2 separate regions of the Arabidopsis thaliana genome follow, and region 1 is linked to region 2. Evidence: chromatin contacts called from public ChIA-PET data. All regions are on one chromosome and are shown on one strand. Each heading gives the region's core, a stretch centred on a gene start, on an enhancer-like site or on the middle of the called end of the contact. The rest is flanking DNA. Distances are from core to core; before and after follow the strand shown. Region 1 holds the start of NF-YC9 (nuclear factor Y, subunit C9). Region 2 holds the start of AT1G08890 (Major facilitator superfamily protein).

The links. ChIA-PET counts read pairs in DNA pulled down with a chosen protein or histone mark.
Region 1: a contact with region 2 is called in an H3K4me3 ChIA-PET map of shoot, with 11 read pairs. The contact joins the promoter of NF-YC9 here to the promoter of AT1G08890 in region 2. A contact is called at or near these places in 7 of 26 Hi-C or Micro-C datasets (callus, cotyledon, leaf and 2 more), 1 of 2 datasets of contacts at active chromatin or transcription factors (shoot) and 1 of 3 other capture datasets (root).

What each region holds. Positions count from the first base shown.
Region 1 is chr1:2,880,976-2,886,521 of TAIR10.1, reverse strand. It overlaps NF-YC9 (nuclear factor Y, subunit C9), which reads right to left and starts at 4,031. Exons shown (of 3, transcript NM_179288.3): 1 at 3,836-4,031; 2 at 2,674-3,381; 3 at 2,180-2,491. The coding sequence starts at 3,378. The coding sequence ends at 2,683. It overlaps CAX11 (cation exchanger 11), which reads right to left. Exons shown (of 2, transcript NM_100767.6): 2 at 4,288-5,409. The coding sequence ends at 4,645. AMI1 (amidase 1) reads right to left here and starts at 2,171. Exons shown (of 9, transcript NM_100769.4): 1 at 1,955-2,171; 2 at 1,721-1,873; 3 at 1,464-1,588; 4 at 1,247-1,372; 5 at 989-1,171; 6 at 752-908; 7 at 514-682; 8 at 289-423; 9 at 1-208. The coding sequence starts at 2,067. The coding sequence ends at 92.
Region 2 is chr1:2,845,071-2,850,293 of TAIR10.1, reverse strand. AT1G08890 (Major facilitator superfamily protein) reads right to left here and starts at 2,145. Exons shown (of 18, transcript NM_100761.4): 1 at 1,789-2,145; 2 at 1,495-1,557; 3 at 1,294-1,383; 4 at 1,105-1,164; 5 at 941-1,006; 6 at 769-834; 7 at 609-684; 8 at 434-498; 9 at 250-342; 10 at 77-157. The coding sequence starts at 1,920. It overlaps H2AXA (Histone superfamily protein), which reads left to right and starts at 2,194. Exons shown (of 2, transcript NM_100760.5): 1 at 2,194-2,824; 2 at 2,929-3,400. The coding sequence starts at 2,618. The coding sequence ends at 3,150. It overlaps BON3 (Calcium-dependent phospholipid-binding Copine family protein), which reads right to left. Exons shown (of 16, transcript NM_100759.4): 12 at 5,088-5,223; 13 at 4,770-4,934; 14 at 4,542-4,655; 15 at 4,356-4,452; 16 at 3,944-4,262. The coding sequence ends at 4,156. AT1G08870 (a tRNA gene) reads left to right here and starts at 3,686; the gene lies at 3,686-3,758.

The DNA.
Region 1 (5,546 bases), core at 2,782-5,281, 34 kb before region 2:
ACAAGAAAACCATTCAGATATGCTACGATGACATAATAAACAGAAAGCAAAATAGATATGCTCAAAGTGCATTAAGTTTATGACATGTCAATCAAATAAATGCAGCAAGGGAATCCACAAGACTCAGAAGAAAACCGTCTGAGCCATACTTAGCTACCAATGATACCGAAACCGGAAGATTTTCGTGTAGCCCCAATGGTATGCTCACCTATCATGGGAAAAAAACACCGGAAGATCAGACCAGTTCTTAACAGACTCCACAAGAAGGAAGATTGATGTTGTTATTACCTGACAGAATCCAGAAACGCCTGCGATCGACAACAAGCTGAAGGCTCTGCTGCGGAAAGATTCAAGTGCAGCCACATTAGCTTGGAGATGCGGTGGAGGACCTGGTACCGTTGGAATCACCAACACACCCTTCTCCTACAAAATTTGGTATGATTTACATAAAACCGGTCTACTGGTAAGTGTTTCAAACTGAAATTTGGAGAAAAAGGAATAAGTTAGTTGTACCCCGAGCAAAGTTGAAAGAGCCGTTATCAGTTCAGATTTCACGGACCGGCAATGGTCGATCTTCTCGTCGGATGTTCTGATAGCTTCCTCAATTCGTTCTGATATTCCAGGACCAAACTCTGGCTTCACCGACGAGATCCATGCACCGTGGTTTATCTTGAATTCATGTCTAAACTTTGGTTATGCCTATGTAATATATTAGAAATCGATAGAATGTAAAATGAGAAAAATGTTGTACCTTTGTAACAATCTCATTGAACTCGATAGGGCCATGAGAGACGGAATGCAGAACTCTTGTTGTGTAGTGACATCGTCACTTGTCATGAAATGTTTAAGGCTTGGAACATTCTGTCCAATGTACTCTCCAAGATTCACCTTCTTTACTACAGTGTTGCCTTGATACAGAACAAAATCATTAAGTAACAAAATCATCAAGGAATAATCTCTGACAACAAGTTCTTGTGATGCTTTTTACCTCCAAACGATTTTTCCACGGATCCAACCAGAGGCTGCACCAAGAGATCATGCGGTACACTACACAGCTTGAAGCAGTCATCCGCGATAATCAGTTGAGATGGTTCGATGGGGTTCAAGTGATGCTGCTGCAGGAGAACGCAACCTACACGTTTCAAAGTGGCTGTGTCCCGAGCAAACCATCCTAAAGACAATGTTGGATCCATCAATATCAAGATTCAGTTTAACCATTAACATCTCGGATTTTAGTTTTCGTTACCAACTGTGTCGAAGCTCTGAGCCATTGGAGTAAGTCCGACAGTGGAAACTGCACCGTGGGATGGCCGGAAACCGAAAATCCCACAGTAAGATGCTGGAACTCGTACACTCCCTCCGGTATCAGTTCCTGATTGATCAAAAACCAATTAGACAGGGAAGAAAAATACTTTATGATCAGTAGTATGGTTACAACTTTTGGCAATTTTTCTTCAGCTCACCAATAGAAAAATCCACAAGACGAGCAGCTACAGCTACGGCTGAGCCACTCGATGATCCCCCAGGCACTCTATCGAAAGCAATCGGGTTTCTCGGAGTCCCATAATGCGCATTTTCTCCGTTTATACTGCATATTAAGTAAGAACATGCTCAGAAAAAACGTAACAAACCTAGTCATATTTTAGTTCTAGCCTCTGTTATGACATATCCTGTTTCTTAAAACATGAACTCCTAAACCAGAAAAGATGTGAAATTGAACCTGTAAGCCATTTCATCCATAATGGTAATACCCAAAGCTGTGGCACCAGCTTCTAAGAGAGATGAAACTACTGGAGCTGTAGAAGTAGCTGCCGAGTGTGTCCTTAACCAATCCGGGTTACCAAAACCGGTAACGCGTCCTTCCACATCAAAACTGATCAAACCAAGCAATAAGCTCAAAAATTGATTGACAAGAAAGTATAGAAGAAACTCTGTAAGTAGTTGGATATCTTACATGTCTTTAATGGCGAAAGTAAGACCCTGTAGAGAAGGAGGCGACGAGGAAGTAGAAGTTGGAGAGATTGTAACTTTCTCAATGAAAGCTCCAAAATCATTATTGGTCGCCATTGATGCAGCTCCCTTTCTGAGAAGGTAGATGACGACCAAGTAACGCTTCTTGTAGATAAAAGCTATCACATTATTAACGCGGCTACAGTGGCCAAGTCATTTTCTATTTTGTCTTTTCCTTAATATTATTGTCCTTTTGTTTTAAATATCCAATGAGATACATTTTGTGGATAATAACTTAATATGTGTGATAAAGACACAGAAATTAACATTCAAATAAAAAAACTTTTGTCAAAAGCACACTTGTTTCTTACAGTTTATACATTCTTCTTTCTGGTTCATCCCTAAATTTCTCGTTTAGAAAAGGATCGATAGACATAAACACTTTAGATTCTTCTACAACACCCAATTTGACAATTCTGATATGTTCTTTTCATTTTCTTGTCTAAGGTCTCCCTCCTTTCACCTGGACGAGACTAGAACGCTGCAGGGAGAAAAGCGAATACACTATCACATTTTTACTTCAATAAGATAAGAATACCAAAACTGACATAGTACCAAACTGAGACGATACTGAAATAAGTTATACAAAGGTTACCATTATTCGAAAACAGAAACAAAACCCCAAGACTACAAGGTAGGCCTAAAAGAAGCTGGAAGACTCACAGTTTCTTGCTAATTTTCCTGGTCAGGTTGGTCAGGTGCCTGTTGTTGCCACATTGGTTGACCCATATAAGGATTAGGTGGATACGCACCACCGGGATTACCCATAACCATTCCCGGATTTCCTATTGGAGCAGTTCCTGCAGGCAAGTATCCATACGGGTAACCAGCAGCAGCAGCTTCCGGGACAGTGCCCCTCGGAATACTTCCCAAGACTTCATCTCGGAGATCCTCCCGGGGAACAATATCCACAAGGAAATCAAAAATATCGGTTCTAGTCACAGCAGCAGCAATATCGTTCTTCTGCAACGTCCGCCTCTTATTCTCCTCAGTGTGGTTCCACGACCTGAGTGTCAGCTCCAGGATGAACATCTCACAGGCCCTTGCAAACACGACAGGCGCCTCAGCCGAGATCATACGGACATCTTCATCCGCTTTCATGATTTTCTTGATTCTCGCAAGGGGAAGGCTGTGGTTCTTGAAATCGGTAGTCTTCTCAATCTCTTTGAATTGGTTCTCCCAAAATGCTTGAAGCTGCTGTGCCAGCTGTTGCTGCTGCTGCTGCTGATGGATCTGGTGGAACGCCAGCTGGCCTGGTTGTGCCGCACCTCCTGCTACAGTAGCAGCAGTGGTGCTCATCGGGTTGGTTTGGTATGGGTTTGTGCCATAGTTCATAGCTCCAGACTGTCCATGGTCTTGTTGATCCATTCACTACCAGAATAAAAAAACAGAACTTTGGGATTCATTCTAAGCTCTTAAGAAACATCTGACCAGAATTTTAAAGAAATGTGAAGGAGATAAGGTTGCTAACAAACAATTTACATAAATAAGAATCTGCTGAATTTACTTTATATATGGTCTAATCTGTAATTCTAGATTAACCTTGAAGATCTAAACAGCAATAAGTATGAAAATTGAGCTTCGAATTAAAAGACAATACATCAACCTACTTATTCCAACCCATAAATTTGATAAGGAAAACAGGAAAATATCGAAAGGGATTGCCTTTAATTTCCTTCAAAATAGACAGAACAAAGAATCTGCTAACACAGAACAACTAGAATTGTTCCTACAACACCAAGCATATTATTTTATCATGTGAATTCCACAATATATAAGTAAGAACAAGTCAAATTGAAAAAAAGAATCTGCAAACGAGAGTGACCTGTGGAAAGGAGAATCTGAAGGGGAAGAGACTGGTTGATCCTCTTGGTGGGTAGAGAGAGTTTTAAGATCTGGTTTTTTTGTGTTAATTTGTTGTGATTTTATTAGGGTTTTGCTGCTTTACCCTTTTTTCGACTTTAACAATGAGGAGGAATTTAGAAAGACAAGGGGAAGTAAGTGGAAAGAGCTTTAAAAGCTGGGTGTCGTGTCAACCATTGGGCTTATGTCAAGATTCTTCTGCTCTTGTCAGATCATGATTTGTTTTATCTCTTACATTAATTAATTCATTTTTATTATCTTCTTAGGATTTAATTGGCAACCTTTAATTATCTTCTTTGGAGGTTCAAATTTCACAAGTAGTTTTGTTGTATCACAACATATTTGGCATTCACAGAGAATCAAATCACATAAAAAAGAACCAGAATCAACATTTTGTTCTGCTCTAATACACATTCTAGGATCAATGAAGTATTTCTCATTAATATCAAAAGAATACAAATGTGTGGTTTATACATATATAACAGACCCAAAAAAACAAGACCAGTACAATCAATGGAAAAGTAAACCAGATGGGGGAGTCAAAATCTTCTCCCAAAGCACATATATTTTACCATCACCTATCTACCAAACTTTACTAATCTGGCTCGGACGATCACAAGAACTTTTTGTGGGATTCGAAGATTACTGGTCTGGCGGTGGCCATCAGCTGAGCTCAAAATTTTGGCAATTCCCTTCTAGACAACAAAAATTCCTAAACAATGAACCCTGGTTGACCCTAGATTATTCAATGTGCAGACTTCACGCATATGATCAGGTTGAAACGCTGGCGATGATCAAACTAACAAATGTGAAAGCAACATACAGTCCAACAAGACAGATCCCCCAGAATCTCGGAACTCGGAATCTAGACCAGGTTATTACCAACAGAGATCCCATTAGACTAAGCAACAAGAAGACGAAAGCTATCACAATACCTACATGGAATCCAAGTTTGTAAGCGTCTGGATATACATTAGCTGTTTGCATCACCAAGGCCGATCCAAGTCCAACAAGCATGTTAAACATTGGACCTGCAAAACAACCGGCCATAGCCATTGCTGGTCTACCTGCCTTTGCAACTGCCACGTCAGCAACTAGGTCACCAACCGAGTTTCCCCAAGCAAGAACGGTTAGGCCAAGGAGCGCCGGAGGCAGTTTAAGGAGGGTTCCAAGCGCAGCCAAGCAGTTAAGGAGCTCACCAGCAATTGTTGATATCCAGAAAACACTCATTATGAAAGCTACAACAATGACCGGCAGTTGCTCGGTTTTTGGTGGTTGTTTTTCTACTGTGAAGTGGAGGAACGCTAGGGAAGACGTCATGAAGAGGACAACAAGCCAAAGCGGGAGATGGGTGTTTGGAAAGAGGAATGAAATTGGGTGGTTTAGTTGTACAAAAGAGTTGCAAGTGTATAAAAGGGCAAAAGGGCAGAAAACAATGTTGGCAGAGCGATAAAACCTAGACCATTCCGAAGGAGAAGGTTTTGGGATGGTAAGGTTCAAAAGAACTGATACAGGAGTTTCCCACATCCTCGAGATCTGCAATCACAGCAGCAAAAGCAGAATCAGACAACCTTCACTAAACTTATTTCAAACTTAAATGCAGTCTAACAGAAAAAATATAGTAACCTGGATAAGATCCAAACAGGTAAACTCCTTTAGAGTCGAATTCACCA
Region 2 (5,223 bases), core at 896-3,395:
TAGGTCACAAAACTAGATAAGAACTCGATCTCTTCTAAATTATTTGTATAAATGATAGGTATTTGATGAGACTTACGATTAACGGATGTGCGTTTTTCATATTGAACAAATCTTTTAGTCCACTTCGAGATTCTCTTCTAGAGGTTTCCACTGTTTCCTGTTTCACATTTTAAACCGAATTAATAGTTAACCAAAATACGTATATGTTAGCCAAAGTAGTAGTAGTATTTTCGGAACAAACAATAATACTCTGATTTCAGCTGCTTCTTCGAGAATATCACCATTTTCTCCTCTTAGCCTCTTCAAAGTAACCTCAAGCTCTCGTTCTCTACCATACATAGCCTAAGATGAACATTAATATGTAGACTGTACCTTTTAAATATAATATTACCAATTAAACAAATAAAAAACAAACTTTAAGTGTGTGAATTACCAGCCATCTAGGTGATTCAGGAATAAAAAATAAACATATCATTTGGATACCACATGGGATTGCACCTAGTCATAGATTGAAAATCAAGAATAAGTTAAATAATGTGAATTAAGTACACACATTATAATTTTTTATGATTTGAGATATAGTTCATTTAGAGAAAAAATATAGTTACTTAAAAGAGCTAATGTTCTCCAATGAAAAAAGTTTCCGGTGAAGAACATGAGCGATATCCCAAAACTTTGTAGAAGCTGCAAGTTCAAACGCAAGATAACAATAATAAATTAAATATTCTGAAATTATAAGCTGTTTGATATAATTTGTTTCATTCTTACTTGATTGGAAAAAGAGAATCCTCCACGAAATGCTTTGGGCGTAATTTCTGCTATATATACAGGAACCTATTTGTTTTGATCAAATCAAATGGTGTAAAACGAAATTACTATATCAACACTTTATAAAAGTAACAAATAATTTGTTTTCAAAACAGATGATAAAGTTAATTACCACATAACTAATGAGACCAACCCCAAACCCCAAGAAGCCTCGACCAATATTTAACAGCATTTTATCCTTGAAAATAAACCACAGCAAATGAAATGTTAACTTTATTAAAAAATACTAAACTTGTGAAAAATAAATTTAAAAGATGGAGATTTGGAGAAACAAACATGTGCAAAGGCTACAGCGAGCCAACCAAAGATGCAGAAAACATCCGCGATCCACATTGTCTGCGATCAAAGAGATGAACAAATCATAACGTGTATATTACGTCATCTTAGAAGGTCCTACAATATCAAAAACAAAAAAAAAAAAACAGTGGCATAATAACATTTGAATACGAAACAAAATTTAATTACCTGTCGACGACCAATAACTGCAGCAATTTTTCCACTAAACGCGGCCGTAATCATTCCTCCCAATGTCATTACCGATGTGAAAAACGAATACTGGCCAAAATATAAATAGACCATTATTTTAGTAAATTAGGAGTAATAATTGATTATCGATGTAAAAAATAAAATTAGTTATTGATTTGGTCACACACATGGATGACTTACATCTGCAACGGAAAGTCCCAGTTCTTCCATGATTTTGGACTGAGCAGGCGATGAATATGACATCTTCAAATTATGATAGTGCACAAAATTAGGCCACAAGTTGACATCAACTCAAAATCACATAATATTCAAATAACAATTTTGAGACAAAACAGCTATTGAACAATTACCAAATTCAAAACAGATTTTGATTAAAAAAATAAAAATTCCAATCTGAGGCATGTTAGTTGAGATCCATGAGGAACACTAGAAAACCAAATGAAAGAAAAGGAAAGAGTGATGATGAAATCTCACAGCGCAGCCATAAACGAAAGAGCCAGTGACAGCGACGGAGGTACTAAGAAGAAGACCACAAGTGATGGAAGAAGAGCTTCTTGCTTCTTCTTGATTATTCACCAGAGGTGTTTTCATACTTCCAGATTCCATCTTCTTTTGTTCCTTCTCCTAATTGCTTTTCCCTGTATTTCTCTGTTCTTTAATAGTCTTCACTCTTGAAGCTTGTATTTGGCAGTGACTCATTGGTCGTGTCCCATGTGAACAACTGTTATAGATATTTGTTGACTATATATAGTAAGATAATAGAAATCTCTTTATGTCGGCTATCGTATAAATTATTGATTTATTCTTGTTGCTTGATCAATAAAGGTTACATCATAGAACTAAAATCATATGAAACCGAATCGATCAACCCTGGCCATCTTTTAAATAACCATCAATACATTGGGATGATCAATCCACAATAAATGTATTGATGTAAATTAAAAATATGAACTTGTAACAGATCAAGATTCAGGGTCTAAAATTATAGAAAGCTTAATAATGGAGGACTATTTCACTAAAATCACTTTTCGTTTGTACATTATTTTCAAAAAGTAAAAGGAGATGTACGAACCATAGATCACATAATAATTGAAAGGGTAGATGATCTGCCACGTTGGCAATCCGTGTGATCTAAAGTCTAACAAATCACAATCAATCTTAGTAGCCTATACATATAGAGAAGAGCAAAACCCTAAAGCCCACTCATCTTCTCAATTCCCAGATCATCTACAATAGTCATTTCTCTTCGATTTCTTCAAACTCTCATCAAATCGTTTATCTGTTCTAAATTTCGAAGAAGACGATGAGTACAGGCGCAGGAAGCGGAACAACCAAAGGTGGCAGAGGAAAGCCAAAGGCCACCAAATCCGTCTCTCGATCATCTAAAGCCGGTCTTCAATTCCCCGTCGGAAGAATCGCTAGATTCCTCAAATCCGGTAAATACGCCGAGCGTGTCGGTGCCGGAGCTCCGGTCTATCTCTCCGCTGTTCTCGAGTACCTCGCCGCCGAGGTAATTTATTTTTCTTGTCTTCCAATTTGGTTTTCAATTTCGATTTGGTCACATCTGAATTGGATCTTGTACTGATTTGATTTTGATTTGGTTTGGGTTGATAGGTGTTGGAGCTGGCGGGAAACGCAGCAAGGGATAACAAGAAGACACGTATAGTACCAAGACACATTCAGCTTGCAGTGAGGAACGATGAAGAGTTAAGCAAACTTCTGGGAAGTGTGACGATTGCGAATGGAGGAGTTTTGCCAAATATTCATCAGACTCTTTTGCCATCCAAGGTTGGCAAGAACAAAGGAGATATTGGATCTGCTTCTCAGGAGTTCTGAGGTTCTTAGACTTCTTAGTTCAGTTCTCTTGTTTGGATTCGGAACTTGTAAAATAGACCCTGATGGTGTTTTTTGGGGATCAAATTAGGTTTTAAAGCTAAGTATATTTGGCTTTTGCCTAAGTATGTTTAATTAGTGAATGATATGATATTTCGGAACGAATCATGTATCAATGGAACTGAATTAATCGATATATCAACCCAGAAACATTTTGAAACACAAACTATGCATACTTGATTCTTTATTGCAGATACATGCAACTCATGGAGCCTAATACTAAACATTGCTTTGATCATGTTTCAATTTAACCAGACTCATTTTTTAATTCACCCAGGGAGTAAAACTCATTAGGTTTTGGGCCTAACTGCCTCAGTCATGGTAATCCTGAATTAACTTCACTAAGTTACCCTCATCTGTTGGTTCGCACCTGAATTAGCTCGCTAAATTACCTTCATCTGCAGTTTTTTTTGCTTACCAAGAATCGAGTTCTTGAAAATTGTTATAATAAAGATAAGCGCAGAACACTTAACAAAATGGGGATGTAGCTCAAATGGTAGAGCGCTCGCTTTGCATGCGAGAGGCACGGGGTTCGATCCCCCGCATCTCCAATCTAATTTTTCCAAAAATATTAATTGCCTAATTTTGAAATCATGTGTCAATTGAGAATCCCATGTTTTTTTTTGTTTTCCTTCGTTAATAATGCAAAGCTCAACAGCGTCTATCTGAAAGACGGCAAATAATTTAACATTTTCATATATTACCAACGTATCTACTTTGATGCGTCAGACCGTCAGTGGTTTATATCATGTTATTGTGATGCAAACAAGCTAAAATATATATACATTTCGCAAATTCTGTTCTGTTTTTTGTTTCTTTCTTTCTAACAAACCTTACGGTTTAAATCCAACCTAAGTAAATTGAGAACATGATGATAACTATGGTAATAAGGTGACACCAAAATAATTCTATGCAAGAAAAAACAGAGACTAGACTATGCTGCTGAACTCAAATTGCTGGAGCTCCGATCGGATTAATCTTTCTCGAACGGACATAGGTCAGAAACTGGCCGGGAAGTTCTTCTAGAAGTGCCTGCACCACCGACACTAGTCCACCTGCAACCCCACCAAATTAAACATTTACTACCAATCCAAAACGCATCTAAACACTTTACACTATCCGTTGTACATAAGGAATTTAAAACTCACTATGGATGTCTTTCATAGGGACAAATTGAACGATGTCCCGTGTAGCTATTCGACCAGTAGAACTCTCTAACCGCCGACCATTATCAGCATCAAGCATCTGAAATATTTACAAGGTCAAGTCACTGCATGTTTACTATTTGCAAAGAGACAGATATAAAACCTAACTTGACAAAACAAAACTTGTACCTCCATTTGTTTGAAGTCTGTGTTTCCCACACCGACGATAAGAACTGACAACGGGAGATCAGAAGCTCTCACTAATGCATCTACTGTACCCGCCATGTCTGTAAGGACTCCATCCTGTTCACACATCCATTTTTTTTGTCATTGAAGCTATAGATTTACTAGTAACAGATGCACATTCGATCTGAACTGGGCCAAAGTCATTACGTATCTGAATGTTCAGTCTCTTACCGTAATGATGAGCAGAACAAAGTACTTGGGACTGTTTTGTGAGAGTGACTGTGAAGCAGTATGAGCAGCCTTGTCGACCACATTGCTAAATAGAGTTGGTCCTGCTAGAGAAACATTGCGAAGAGCACTCGCATAAGCTACCATGATTCCTTCAACTCCAACAACCTGAAAACGAAAAGAGAATATGAAGCAATGTGAAACTTAACATGCAGTTTTGAGAATGCAATGTTTCATGGTTTTCAAATAATGGACACCAGTATGCACACAATATCAGCTCCAATAATAAAGGGAGATAACAGTTTCTGTCTCGTAAGTTACCTCGTCGCCATATGATGCTCCATTCAAGTTAAAAGCATGGGACACAGAACCATCCGATGTTCTTCCTCCAAACCCCCAGGCAGGAAACCGCTTATCAGAATCATAAAACTGGATGACCTCTCCTACTTCCATAATA